Regions from separate parts of the Danio rerio genome. Here region 2 is linked to region 1. Evidence: chromatin contacts called from public Micro-C data. All regions are on one chromosome and are shown on one strand. The core of a region is the stretch at or near the end of the contact, and the rest is flanking DNA. Distances in the headings are between cores, read along the strand shown. Region 1 holds the start of neff1 (neuronal intermediate filament family member 1). Region 2 holds the start of add2 (adducin 2 (beta)).

What was found. Hi-C and Micro-C count contacts between places; a contact is called where the count stands out from the background.
Region 2: a contact with region 1 is called in a Micro-C map of caudal fin, with 7 times the contacts expected there. The contact joins the promoter of add2 here to the promoter of neff1 in region 1. A contact is called at or near these places in 2 of 18 Hi-C or Micro-C datasets (caudal fin and hematopoietic stem cells) and 1 of 4 datasets of contacts at active chromatin or transcription factors (embryo).

Annotation. Positions count from the first base shown.
Region 1 is chr5:14,379,718-14,386,898 of GRCz12tu, reverse strand. It overlaps neff1 (neuronal intermediate filament family member 1), which reads left to right and starts at 2,726. Exons shown (of 4, transcript NM_199534.1): 1 at 2,726-3,523. The coding sequence starts at 2,780. It overlaps LOC141385775 (a long non-coding RNA gene), which reads left to right. Exons shown (of 3, transcript XR_012406752.1): 3 at 954-1,018.
Region 2 is chr5:14,531,322-14,538,238 of GRCz12tu, reverse strand. add2 (adducin 2 (beta)) reads left to right here and starts at 3,664. Exons shown (of 14, transcript NM_001365435.1): 1 at 3,664-3,830.

The sequences.
Region 1 (7,181 bases), core at 1,477-3,976:
CTAAAAAAGAGAAAATATCCAGTGAGCAGCAGTTCTGTGGGCAAAAATGCCTTGTTGATGTCAGAGGAGAATGACCAGACTGGTTCAAACTGATAGAAAGGCAACAGTAACTCAAATAACCACTCGTTACAACCGAGGTATGCAGAAGAGCATCTCTGAATGCACAACATCTCCAACCTTGAGGCAGATGGGCTACAGCAGCAGAAGACCACACCAGGTGCCACTCCTGTCAGCTAAGAACAAAACTGTGCAACAATTCGCACAGGCTCACCAAAATTGGACAATAGAATATGGAAAGATGTTGATGAGTCTCGATTTCTGCTGCGACATTCGGATGGTAGGGTCAGAATTTGCCGTCCACAACATAAAAACATGCATCCAGCCTGTCTTGTATCAACGTTTCAGGCTAGCGGTGGTGGTGTGGGGGATATTTTCTTGGCACACTTTAGGTCCATTAGTACCAATTGACCATCAGGTCAACGCCACAGCCTACCTGAGTATTGTTGCTGACCATGTCCATCCCTTTATGACCACAGTGTATCCATCTTCTGATGGCTACTTCCAGCAGGATAACCACCATGTCATAAAGCTCGAATTTTCCCAGACTGGTTTCTTGAATATGACAATGAGTTCAACTGTGTGATGCTATCATGTCAATATGGACCAAAATCTCAGAGAAATATTTCCAGTATTTCCAATATTTCCTTGTTGAATCTATGCCATGAAGGATTAAGGCAGTTCTAAAGGCAAAAGGGGGTCCAACCCGGTAATAGTAAGGTGTACCTAATAAAGTGGCCGGTGAGAACAGTATGAATATAAACCAATAAAATACATACATACATGTAATTATATGTTCATATTTCTCTCTCTCTCTCTCTCTCTCTCTCTCTCTCTCTCTCTCTCTCTCTCTCTCTCTCACTCTCTCTCTCTCTCACTCTCTCTCTCTCTGTCAGTATCCAGATAGAGACGGGACCTCAGAAAGCGCTGACTGAATCCAGAGACCCGCAGTGAGTCTCGGGGGGTTTGTGTGCTGTGATAGTGAGGTGTGGCTGTCCAATACTCATGACTCAGCAGCAGTGCGTGAAGAAAACACACTCTCATGTGCATTTTTGTCACACACAGCTTTGAAGCGTCTTCTGTGAGTGTTTGCAGATGCACAGTAGGGTCTGAGCTGAATGCAGAATCATGAGTTTGAGCCTATACGGGACTCTGCATCAAATCAAAGAGGGTCATCGGGGTGAGACCTCTATGTCTCATTCAGTATTCAGACACTGCAGAGGTTCAGCCTGCCACCCGCAGCACAACACGCACACACACAGACACTCCCTCCCACTGCAACATGCTTCAGTCACATGCAGACATGCAGCATATCTGCACACACATGTGAATGTATAGGGTATATTATCTCAGGATATCATTTATTTATAATTTTATTAATTTAATAACTTTTATTTCATCAATAATTTTGTTTATTATTGAGGATTGTTTTTGTTGTAGTTTTATCATAAATTTATTCATTTATTAATGTAAATATGCATTGCTGTATTAAGATTTGGTACTTAATTTTCATTTAAATAATAAACTATTGAAGAAAGAAAGAAAGAAAGAAAGAAAGAAAGAAAGAAAGAAAGAAAGAAAGAAAGAAAGAAAGAAAGAAAGAAAGAAAGAAAGAAAGAAAGAAAGAAATTTCATCTGAAATATTTGCATAAATATTTAGGAAATAATATAAATGTAATGTCCAGAACAGTTACTTTGATTTTGTTATTATTATTTTATTATCTTTATTTAATATTTGTATGTATTGTTATCGTATGAATCAGTGCTAAAATTTTATTTAAGTAATATAATATAATAGACAATATAAAAGATAATAATATAAAGAAAAAAATAATGGTTTAAGTTATTTTATTTTTATACTTTATTACTTTATACTCGTTTGGATAAATTCATTTTATTTATTTTTTTTTACTGTTTTGCATCAACAAGTTATAATTTTTTGTGCTTAAGTACTATTCAATACAATGTAAAAAGTATATTTAGTTAAAATTTTATTAGTAGTAGTAGTAGTAATAGTATTTTGTTTTTGATGTACTTGTTTAGATATGCATCTATTTTATTTACATTTTCACTTATGTTTTATGCATTATAATAGTATTATTTGGTGCTTAATTTATATTCAAATAATGCTAAAAACTATAAGCAATATGCACTTTCCAACAAAAATTTTAACTGTTGCACTTTCATTAACAACAAATATTATGAAGCACTTTATTAGTAATGATAAATGGGCATTTCAACTACACCACAAAATATATTCAAGTAAATATCCTGTATCTTCAGAACATTCTGGAAAGTGTCTCAAATTGCCTGCTTAATATTCAAGTGTATTAAAATCAATTTTAATTAATCACTGCTAGCTTTTAAAGTAATATCAGAAACTTTTGGAGGTCGACAGTTTGCAAAATTTGACCTTTATTCATCCTCGCTTCGCTTTTAGCGTCCGCATGATGCCAATCTCGCTCGCATGAAAAGCCGTTGAGTGGCCACAAAAGGCCTGGCGGTGAATGAGCGATCTCTCTCCCGGGACTCTGTGTTTTTGCTCAGGGTTGCAGGTTTCCCCCTCCACCAGCACCACCGCCCTGCGTCAGATGATGCGTTGCCTATAAAACCCGCCGGTGTGCCATCCCGACTGGCACTCTCACACACTCTCTCTTTCTGTCTCTGTCTTCCACGTCCACACACACTTCACTCACTCGCTCTGTGATCTCGAGCCTCCAGCATGAGTTACTCCGGCGACATCTACACGAGCAGCTCCTACAGGAAGATCTTCGGGGATGCGCCTCGCCGTGTGCCCGTGGGCAGCAGCCCATCCCGGGTGACGGTGAGTTACCGCTCCGCACCCCAGCAGCAGCAGCACCGCACCTACGGCTCTCCGTCCCCCATGATCACATCCTCCAGCTACCGGAGCAAACTCGCCTCCGGCCGCGGAGCTTTCCAACCGGACAACGTGGACCTGACGCAGACCACCGCCATCACCAACGAGCTGAAGATCATCCGCACCAACGAGAAGGAGCAGTTGCAGGGCCTGAACGACCGTTTCGTGACGTTCATCGAGAAGGTGCACAACCTCGAGCAGCACAACAAAGTTTTGGAGGCGGAGGTGGCTCTGCTGCGCCAGCGCCACAACGAGCCGTCGCGCCTGCACGACCTGTACGAGCAGGAGATCCGCGAGCTGCGCGCGCGCGTCGAGGAACTCGCGCACGAGAAGAGCCAGATGCACCTGGACTGCGTGCAGATGAACGATGCGCTGGAGCGCGTCAAAGACAAGCTGGACGAAGAGGCACGGGCTCGGGAGGAGGCTGAGAACAGCTTGAAGGGATACCGCAAGGATGTGGACGACGCCACCCTGTCCCGCCTGGAGCTGGAGAAGAAAGTGGAGTCGCTGCTGGACGAGATCGCGTTCCTGAGGAGAGTGCACGAGGAGGAGCTGCAGGAGCTGCAGGCATCCCTCCAGGCCACACAGGTACGAGAGCACTTGCGGATTATATGTATATATGTGCTAAAATCATTAATTAAATTTACTAATTGTTTTTAAAGGTAAGTGGTTGCAAACTATGTTTATGGGCTGTATTTAACTACCGTATTAAGTTGAACATTACTCAATTTAATTAGTTCAAATTCAGCCCATATCAATTGTTTGCTGCCACTTACCTTTAAAAACAATTAGTAAATCTAATGGTTCTTTTTTAAGTGTGCCAGACCAGCTAAAGACAATGAAATAGTTCCAAAAGTATATCTTAAATGGATAGTTCACCCTAAAAAAACTTAATAACCTCATTTATTTTCCTCAAGTGGTTTTAAACCTTTCTTTCTTTTGTTAGAAGAAGATATTTTGAAGAATGTTGGTTGCTGTGACTCATCAACTTTCTTAAAAATACTATGGAAGTCAATATGTGCCAGCATTCTTCAAAATATCTTCTTTTGTGTTCAACAGAAGAAACGAAAGTGAAGGGTAAGTAAATTATGATTTTTGGGTGAACTATCCCTTTAATTCCATTAAAAGAAAACTACTTTTAGATATAATACACTAAAATATTGAATCAATTGTTGCATTACACAAGAAATGCATAAAGTTAGAGAAAATATAGAAATAAAGCTCCAAAAATGCATAGAATTGAAATATTACAAACAGCCTGCTGTAAGTGATATTGAAATCACTCCTCAATAAACACATTTTCACTTCTGAAATAAGCTGTGGAATGTTTAAACGTGTACATCTTATTTGATGAAAAGCACAGAAATACTCTGTTTTCAGAAATCTTTAGTATACTATTATCATTATTATTTTATATCACACAGTTTTGCAGTGCCATTCACAACCATTTGATTTATTCAGTGGCATGAAGATGCAGATCAACATTTTAATTCATTTTAGAAGAAATAAATATAACCCATAACAAATATCCTGGATCTATTTAAACTGTTACCTTGTGATATTAAATATGAGAGAATGGACCATTAGTTTGCACTAAAGGAAGTCTTTTTAAAGGTCAAGCAATATCTTGCATTGCATAATTCATCTTATTCCAGATATAATAGAAGTGCTGTGTGTTGAGAGATGGTGTGGGCATGCGTATGATGACTGTGCAGTGTCATTGAGGGCAGTGTGGTGAATTTACAGCACTGCAGCTCAGACGCGGAGCTGAGACCCTGCACTGCAGCAGCACCTCCACTAAAATATGCATTTATAACACCATGCAGCTTTAACATCAACTGAAGCACAATTACTCAGACTAAAGAGAAGCTCTAAAGGAGGGATTCATGTATTAAATGTTGAAGTAAGGTGCTTGTGGATGGGATAATTTAAAGTTTTTTTTTTTTTTTACCTCTTGGCATCAATCAGATGACAATGCAGTAGCGCAGGATTTTAGGTGTGGCTGCAGCGGGACCCGCGGCACAACGTCCTTCACATTACACTGCATCATTTCACACTGGTACAGCTGCTGAAAATAAAAGTGATTCTGTCTTTTATTTGGTGGTAAATTCTCAGTATAAACAGTTCAACTTGAGCTTGAGTGAATGGAACTGACGTAAACTATCATGCATGGGTTGCTGTTAATGAATTGCATTTTTTTTCCATCTGTCTAAAATGCTGGGTTCCATACAATCGCTTTGTGCTAAGACGACATGAAGGAATTAAGTTAGCTTAGTTTTTACGAATTTAATTGGATTGAACATAAAACAATTAAGTTGTCCCCCCCAAAAAAAAACTCAAACAATGAGTTGTTTCAGCTCATTTTAAACAAGTAGTTTGAACAAGCATGAAAATATATATTTTTGAGTGTTCCTTGTGCTTTAACAAACTTGGTATGCACTCCATCATGCTGTGTCAACTTTATTACCACACTTTACATTCAAAGACTGATAAATAATAATAATAATAATAATATGGCAGCACAGTGGCTCAGTGGTTAGCACTATCGCCTCACAGCAAGAAGGTTGCTGGTTCAAGTCCTGGCTGGGTCAGTTGGCATTTCTGTAAGGAGTTTGCATGTTCTCCCCTAGTGGCGCCCCCAGAAAATTTTCTTAGGGGTGGCCATTTGAGGCCACACCAAAACTTGGGGAGGCAAAGAAAAAATAATTGTTTATGTAATAATTGTAATGTTATATTTTTGTTTCTGGTAAATGAAATAATGTGGTTCTAATTTATTTAATTAATTACTCTTAAAATATTGTAATTTATTGCAAATACAATTTATTGCAAATACATGTGCAAACCAAATAAAAATCAATATTTAGTTTACAAAAACAGACAAATATACAAACTGAACAAAACGCATTACTATAAACACACACTCATCATACAGACCCTAGTAATATAATTTATTTATATTCCTTTTGAGCCACAATATTATTAATACACCTACTTCTATCGATGTACACTTGAATTATTAGCCCCCATTGTTTTGTTTTTTGTTGTTTTTTTCTTGTTTTAAATATTTCCCAAATGACTTTTAACAAAGCAAGAAATTTTTCACAGTATGATAATAATTGTTCTTATGGAGAAAGTCTTGTTTGTTTTATTTCGGCAAGAATAAAAACAGTTTTAATTAAAAAAAAAAAAAATCATTTTCAGGTCAATATAATTAGCTCCCTTTTAGGCTATATTTTATTTCTATAGTCTACAAAACAAACCATCGTTATACAATAACTTGCCTAATTACCCTAACCTACGTAGTAAACCTAATTAACCTAGTTAAGCCTTTAAATGACACTTTAAGCTGTATAGAAGTGTCTTGAAAACTATCTAGTCTAATATTATTTACTGTCATCATGGTAAAGTTAAAATAAATCAGTTTTTAGAAATGAGTTATAAAAAAACAATTATGTTTAGAAATGTGTTGAAAAAAATCTTCTCCATTAAACACAAATTGGGGGAAAAATTAAACAAGGGGGGCTAATAATTCTGACTTCAACTATATCTTTTTGCAAAATACATCCACAAAATTATTGGGATTTTTGGCCCTTGTAAGTCAACCTGAATAAACTAGATTCTTAAAAGCTGATTTCAAAATGCATTTATTTATTTTAGGATTTGTGGTTTTCAATCAGATAAAACACAATTGTTCATTTTTAAAAAATAACAATTTCTTAATAAAAAGTGTACAATCTTGTAAACCCAAAGTCGTGATTCATTTCTATCGTCAAACAATACAAAACAAACTCTGTTTGAATTTTATCTTTAATTTTTTTTTTTAAACGTAATGCAAACTTAAAATTGTTGTTGTAAAGTCATTTTATCTGCTGTGGTTGAATGTCAGCGGTTCATCCCCAAGGTGCAGCCAGAATAGCATAACAGTCAAACCTCTATTTAGCGCATACTTAAAGGGAAAGGGGCAGTGAATCAGCAATGCCGGTGGCACCAAAAAATCTACAATAATTTAGTGGCTGCATTTTATTTATTTATTTATTTATTCATTAAAAAATTGTGAATTTACGTATGCACATTTAAATTAATAACATCAACAGCAAAATCATATTGGGGGGCGCCCCTGTTCTCCCCATGTTGGCATGGGTTTCCTTCGAGTGCTCTGGTTTTCCCCATAGTCCAAAGACTGGGTTGCAGCTGGAAAGTCATCCGCTGTGTAAAACATGTGCTGGATAAGTTGGTGATCCCAGAT
Region 2 (6,917 bases), core at 2,415-4,914, 150 kb before region 1:
TCTCATTTTGAGGTCCACCTTAACGTGACCTATAGAAATGCGGTCTCCCTGGCCAACGTATTGATTTACAGCCGCCAACTTGTCAAAACGTTTGTAAGCATCGCAACAAAAAAAATCTGTCACACCTTTACATTTAAAAAAAAAACTGATCACACTTTTTGATGTTCATTTTGTTGAATTTAAGTGACATTGCATCTCAATGCCAACTAATTCTCATTAAATTATAAGTAGACTGTTAGGTTGGGGTTAGGGTTAGTGTAAATTGACATGTACTTGCAAAGTTTCTTATAGTCCTTTAAATGTCTGTTGAAGAAGCAGTATCAACAGATCTAAGCAGACAGTCTACTAATACTCAAAAGGACCATCGAAATTGTCACTAAAATATTAGTTATATGCAAAAAAACTAAGGATTTTTAGAACAAAAATAATTGAATGGTTTTTTATAGACTGTGCAGCCTCGAGATACAAATTAATGACTAATGTAATAAATTAGTCATACTAAATGTCTTATTTATACTTTGCCACCATTGTCACTGGAGTTTCTCGATTTGACAGTATTTACCTGTAACTTTTTAAAATGTTTCTTAAAAGAAGTCTATTATGCAAAAGTCACTTTTGTAATAGGTTTAAAACAGTTGTGTGGGAACAGTCTTTGAATATAGCCTGCATTTAATGGTAATAAATTAAGCACACTTCATAAAAAGAGTCTGCAAATCAGTGTTTGATTGACATTCTGCCTTTGTAAAGCTGCGGTCACATTAGAGTTTGAGCATGCGATATTCTGTCATGCGGCGCTTTGAAAAGGGGCGGGATTAAACAAGCTTATTAAACATTTTAAAAAGCGAGCGATTGCTCCATGTTTTAAATTTCTGTCCAGAGATGTCATGTTTTGAACCTCGATTGTTCTCACGCAGTCAAGTGATGCGATTTCGCAGGTCAGAGTTCACCAAGCTTGAACATCGCACCGCAGCAACCTGCAAAACTTGAAGCATGGCTCCGCGTTCCGGTCTGACGCATTCGCGTGTGCATGAATGGAAGTCTATGGGAGGAAAAGCCCAGTGTGACCGCAGCTTAAAGCCTCCTCCTTTCCACTGAACACGACAAGCGACAGACCGGAAGTCATTCATTTCCAATGGAGAGCAGTCCGGGAGCTGCGTTGAGTTCCAATCATCTCCGTATGCGGAAAATTCGGATCCGAATTGAGCTGCGGATCCGTTGAAATATTTGAACTCTTGTGACTAGACCGTATGCGACCTGCCGACCGGATATGATGTATTCCAGTGTTGTCCAAGCAGATCCATGCGCGCAAGATGAGAAATAGGAGTTTATTTGGTATTTTTTTTTTATTATTAAAAAGTCTATATTGTAAAAAAAACTTTTCTGTTCATAAATGTAAGTAAGAAAGTAATAAAATTATATATTTTTAATGTTGTCTTCACAATCCATCCAATATTTTAACGGTCTATGAGTTTCTAGTATTCATTCATCCATTAAACTATGTAAATGCACAGAGAATAAAGGCTCTTGCCCTCCTTTATTTCGGACACCGTGAGAATCAGCTTCTCCCTCGTGGTGCACGACAACACTGAAAATACTGTGCGGCTGCTACAAGGGGGCGTATTCCGACAGTCGTGTCCAAATGTTGTGTGCAGTGGAAAGGCGGCTTAAGTCTTCAGAGGGGGAATCCCCGCCCATTAGTGTTGATCTCTCCCTCATTAGCATACAACATAAGTCTTGTTTTTGAATCTACCCCTATGCTGACACATAGGCGTTTGTAGCCCCACCCTCTTTTAAAAAGAGCACAATCTCATTTGAATTTAAAGCTAAAGACAAAAATAAGACAATTTAGATCAAAGCCTGAAAGGGGCAGTTATAAATCAATATTAGTGTTGAGTTTTGAGCTGAAACACGCTTTGGAGACACCAGAGACATTTATTTTAAGTCTTGTAAAAAGAAGCATAATAGGTCCCCTTTAATTTGTAAAAGTCCATCTATTAGCTCAATGACAAAACTACCAGCATGGTTGAAGGTTAAATGCCTTTTTTCTTGCACTTATGAAAGTAATTGTCTTGTTTATTAGAATCTATTTATTAATATCTAGCTCTGAGTTTAATCTGACTCCAATTTTCTAGTGATCATTAGACTGTGTTTCTAATTGGTAAAGGATCACATCCATCAAAAGTTAGTAATTTTGTGTATTTAATTATTTCAGATACACTATACTTTCAGTTATTCTTTCATTTGGGACTAATTGTCTTTCTGAGTCCATGCGTGGACAATTTCACATGCCTTTCCCATTTGGGCTCGCCAGCGTGATGATTTGTAGGCAACTGTACTCTTACTCGGCCGCCTACTGCTTGCTCTGTTACAGAAAAGGTCTACCCAGTCTTTTACCATGCAACTTGCCAAAAGTGGTCAGAAAGCTAAAGGCCTACGAATAAGTGCTATCTGCTTCTTTATTTTTGATCCTCTGGTGTTTTACAGCCAGTGTGGATCAAACTAAAGGTCAACAAAAGTGTCCACAATTTGCTGGTAATAACAATTTCAGTGAAATTCAAAATATATCTATAACATTTTTATTTGACAGATAAAACTGAATAATGCCAATTACATAAAAAAACAACCAGAAAGCCAACGCAGGGATGACATTGTAAATACACAACATCCATTACTCATAGATAAATTAAAGAGTTAGAGATGCACACCTGACCAGAGAAGTACGTTGCAACATATAAGTGTCAGAGATGCTGCAACGGGGTCGCTTGGCTATGAGATACCAATGACATTTTTGCACATTTCGCTTTAAATATTCAACTCAAAAAAACATACAATAAAGATATGAAAAGCGTCACAAAGACCTCCGTCTGGTCATATGTTAACCTAAATACTAATCACCACCTGTGGTAAAACGTTCATAATTGACAGGCAATTTCACTCTTAAGTAGGACAGACTTTTCCCAAACTCAATAATTATTATAATAAAAGTGACCACTGAGACATTTGCACCAAACATGACAAGTTAAAAGTTATAGATTTACAGGATACACCATATGAAGAGGATAAAGATTCTGTGTGGACTGTCAGTGACCTGAGCTCTGAGTGAAGAAGTACAAGAGTGAGCAGAGAAGGGGGCACGTGATGGGTTACTGAGGCAGACTCATACAATTTCTTAGCAGTTCTATGTGTCTGATATTAAGGAGAGATTTAGCTATAGGGTGGTCAGAATATAAATAAAATATAATAAAATATGTGATTATTATAGATGTTTAAAACCCGTTTAAAATAATTTTAAACACCTAGTAAAGAACGAAGAGAAGAACATACATGTGACGCTTTTCCACACACCAGCTTTGTGTAATATCATGTAAGCACCGGCAGATGGAGGCACTGCCCGCGTCTTTTAATCCGCATCTGCATCATTCAGCGGGCAAACACATCCAGAATAAATAATCTGTGCTCCAACAAATCCACGCTAATAAACGCCCCACGTTGGATAAACCTATTTAAAATACATAAATGTACTCATTTCATCCGCTCCATGCAAACAAACTGAGCGCGCCTTTAAAAAAACGTGCCGGATCTGGATGTAGACGGTGAGGAGGTCATGAATCTGGCAGGCGTGGTCGAGGGCTGGTCCAGCCTGCAATAAACGTCAAAAAACAGAGGGGATGCAGAGGTCTAGGAAAACACAGACCCAAAACAACACCATTCACGCTGGAAAACAAGACCACTGATCGATCTCTTGGTGCTGTTTTGATCTCTTGGTGCTGTTTTAGATTCGTAAAGCGACTGTGCGCGTAAAGGACAAAGAGGAGAGAGGATGCTGTAAGGTGAGCATCTCTTGCCTCATTTCATATTGCATTCACTATTTCGAGCAATACTTGTCAAGATTATCAGGGGTTAAATAAAATAGTGAATGAATGTAATTTGGATTGTGAGCGTCAGTTTAACGATGACAGTGCGCTTATTTGAAGATGGCATGATGTTGTACGAGTGCACGAATGTAATGTGGGCTAATATTCATAATTACACTGTGATTTTGTAGCTATTACGAACTCTTAAATAGAATTGAACGTAATGCAAATGTTATATTACAATTATATCAAGGTGTGCGTGCTGAAATCTGAATATCACTAATAAACTCTTGTATTTTTTATTTATTTTTTTAATCCCAAGCCCTAGATTCTAGTTTCATCTAGGCGTTCGTGAATGTGCAGTACAATTGTATGACTCTAACTTTCAGGCGCCATGATATTTCAAATCTCGTGACTTGTAACCTTCTTTGCTCGCCAATCGTGATTTTTACCTCCAATGTTGAAGCAATACAACCAAGATTGCTTTGTTTTGATCATATTTTATTTCTCAAAACACGCCATGCACCTCTAAATTCTTCCAGTGTGGGCTGTTGTGTTGGTGCCCGGAGGCTGGTGCTGATGCTGCGGGCCTCGGGTTGTTGTTGCTAGGCAGCCGCGTGCAGGCCGCGCCGCGAAAGCACCGGCTCCTGCACAAAAGGATGCACTTTTCATGATATTTTATTAATGCATATGATTTATAAATGTGTTTAGTGTGTCGTTTGGTCAGTAAGGATGATGTGGTAGTCATTAGCGGATACAGCTCTCTCTTGTGCAGTTCAGAAGGTGTTGTTTTCTTCTGGAAGAGGTGGGCGTGACACATCTTTCCCCATGAAACATGGTTGTTGCTAGATCAGATACAGTTGCGGCCAGAAGTTGACGCAAATTCTTTATATTACATATTAAATTTTCCATTAATTTTATTTTATTTTCATCTACCCCAACCCTAAACCCAACGGCCATAGTAAGGTAAAAACAGTTGTACAGAGTATAATGTATGTTATTTATTAAATTTTCCAATAAACTGTATTTTTTAAACGTCGACCCCCTACCCCAATCATAAACCCAGTTGCCACAGTACTGTATAAAATATTAATACAGTGTTACAAAAATGATGCTGTATTGATTTGCATATCTGCAGCTGTATCCCATCTAGACTTTACCCTGAAACATGAGCCCTGGAGGGAAAGAAAGGGTGGCAGAGCTCTCTTTTCAGCTTTCTAAAATCCTAGATGGTAATAAGATGACCTTTTTTGTTAGGGTCAGTTGGCTTCTTCTCTTTTAATTATCTTGTCTTTTTGTGCATCAAGAGTTAATGGAAATTATCATAATGTATTCATTAAATGTGCAGCGGTTCAGTGAGGTTCAGCTGCAGGGGTGAAGGAATGGTTTGAAAAGGATGTGGGGGGAATTATTGAGTTGGCTGGGGTATGTAGTTGGCCTAGATCTTACTGCTTTTTTTTAGCACAGATTTTAAAAGTATTTAAGATCTCAATCTTTGTTGTGTTAAAATCAGGGAGTTACTTTTTTCAGCTAGACCGCCCTAAGAAAACTTTCATTTACAGTTGAAGTCAGAATCATTAGTGCCCCCCCCCCCCACACAAACACACACACAACCACACACACACATTTCGAAGCTTAACAGTTTTGATAACTCATTTCTAATAACTGATGTATTTTGTCTTTGCTATATGATGACAGTAAATTTTATTAGATAATTTTTTTAAGACACTTCTATACAGCCTAAAGAGACAATTAAAGGCTAAACTAGGTTAATTAGGTTAACTAGGCAGTTTAGGGTAATTAGGCAAGTTTATAACGATGGTTTGTTCTGTTGACTATCAGGAAAAAATAGCTTAAAGGGGCTAATAATTTTTTTAAAAAATTTAAAACTGCTTTTATTCTAGCCGAAATAAAACAAATAAGACTTTTTCCAGAACAAAAAATATTATCAGACATACTGTGAAAATTTCCTTGCTCTGTTAAAAATCATTTGGGAAATATTTAAAAAAGAAAACAAAATTCAAAGGGGGGCTAATATTTCTGACTTCAACTGTATAATGTATGCATGTATAAGTTTTAATGTATGCAGTATTGTTTTAAATCCACTATAATTAGTTTTAATTAACGTTTTGTAATAGTTTTTAGCTTTTATTTCTTTCGTAAATATGTTGATCTTTTTAATTTTAGATTAGTGTAGTTTCTTGGAACTACGCTGCATATAATATCTGTTCATTTATATTTCTCTGTATGTTATTACTCAGATGTGTTTTCAGTTTATTTACACTTGAACTGCATTATGTGGCGTAGATCTCTGCTCCATCCACTTTGTTGAACTTTTTTTGGAGTGACTTTAATTGACATTTTTAGTTGTTTGAAACAATGTTTTGACTTTGGTTAATGGTACAAAAACTGTAAATAAAAATTGAGTAATGGATTTGCAGTACTTTTTTTTTCTTTTATAGCACAGACTTAAACATAGATTTTTACAATGTTTTTAATATATTACTTTTTCAAAAAAAAAAAAAACTATTGGCCCCAGATGTGTGTTTTTTTGCTAGTTTCAGCTCAGCACATGTATCATTTTCCCATCCTGCGCCAAGTTGTTTAAATAGCAAATGCATTACTATCCTTTTTCACCCTTGGACATGCTGGTCTGAAAATGAGGTGTTAAGGTGCATTGGTGGTGTGTTTCTTTTTGAGGCATCTGAAATAGTGCAGTAAACAATTAAAGCTGGTCTAAAGTCAGTTTCACAATGCTTGTACATGTTGCTTGTTCCACACGAAAGGATTTGCAGCAGCACACAAACATCTTTAAATATGAAAAATTAAAGGATTCAAATGTATAATATGTTAATGTACATTATAAATATATTTTTACATATAAAAGACATTTCATGCATTCCAATTATCCACCTCCCTTTTTGCAGTAATAATGAATGACACATCCATAAATATTTAAGAGAATAAGGACAACCCTTTTATACCATGTACTGAGCACGCCCGCCATTTTTCCCATTTTTTAAAATTGCAAAAGTGTATTCTGACAGTAGGCGCCACCTGCTG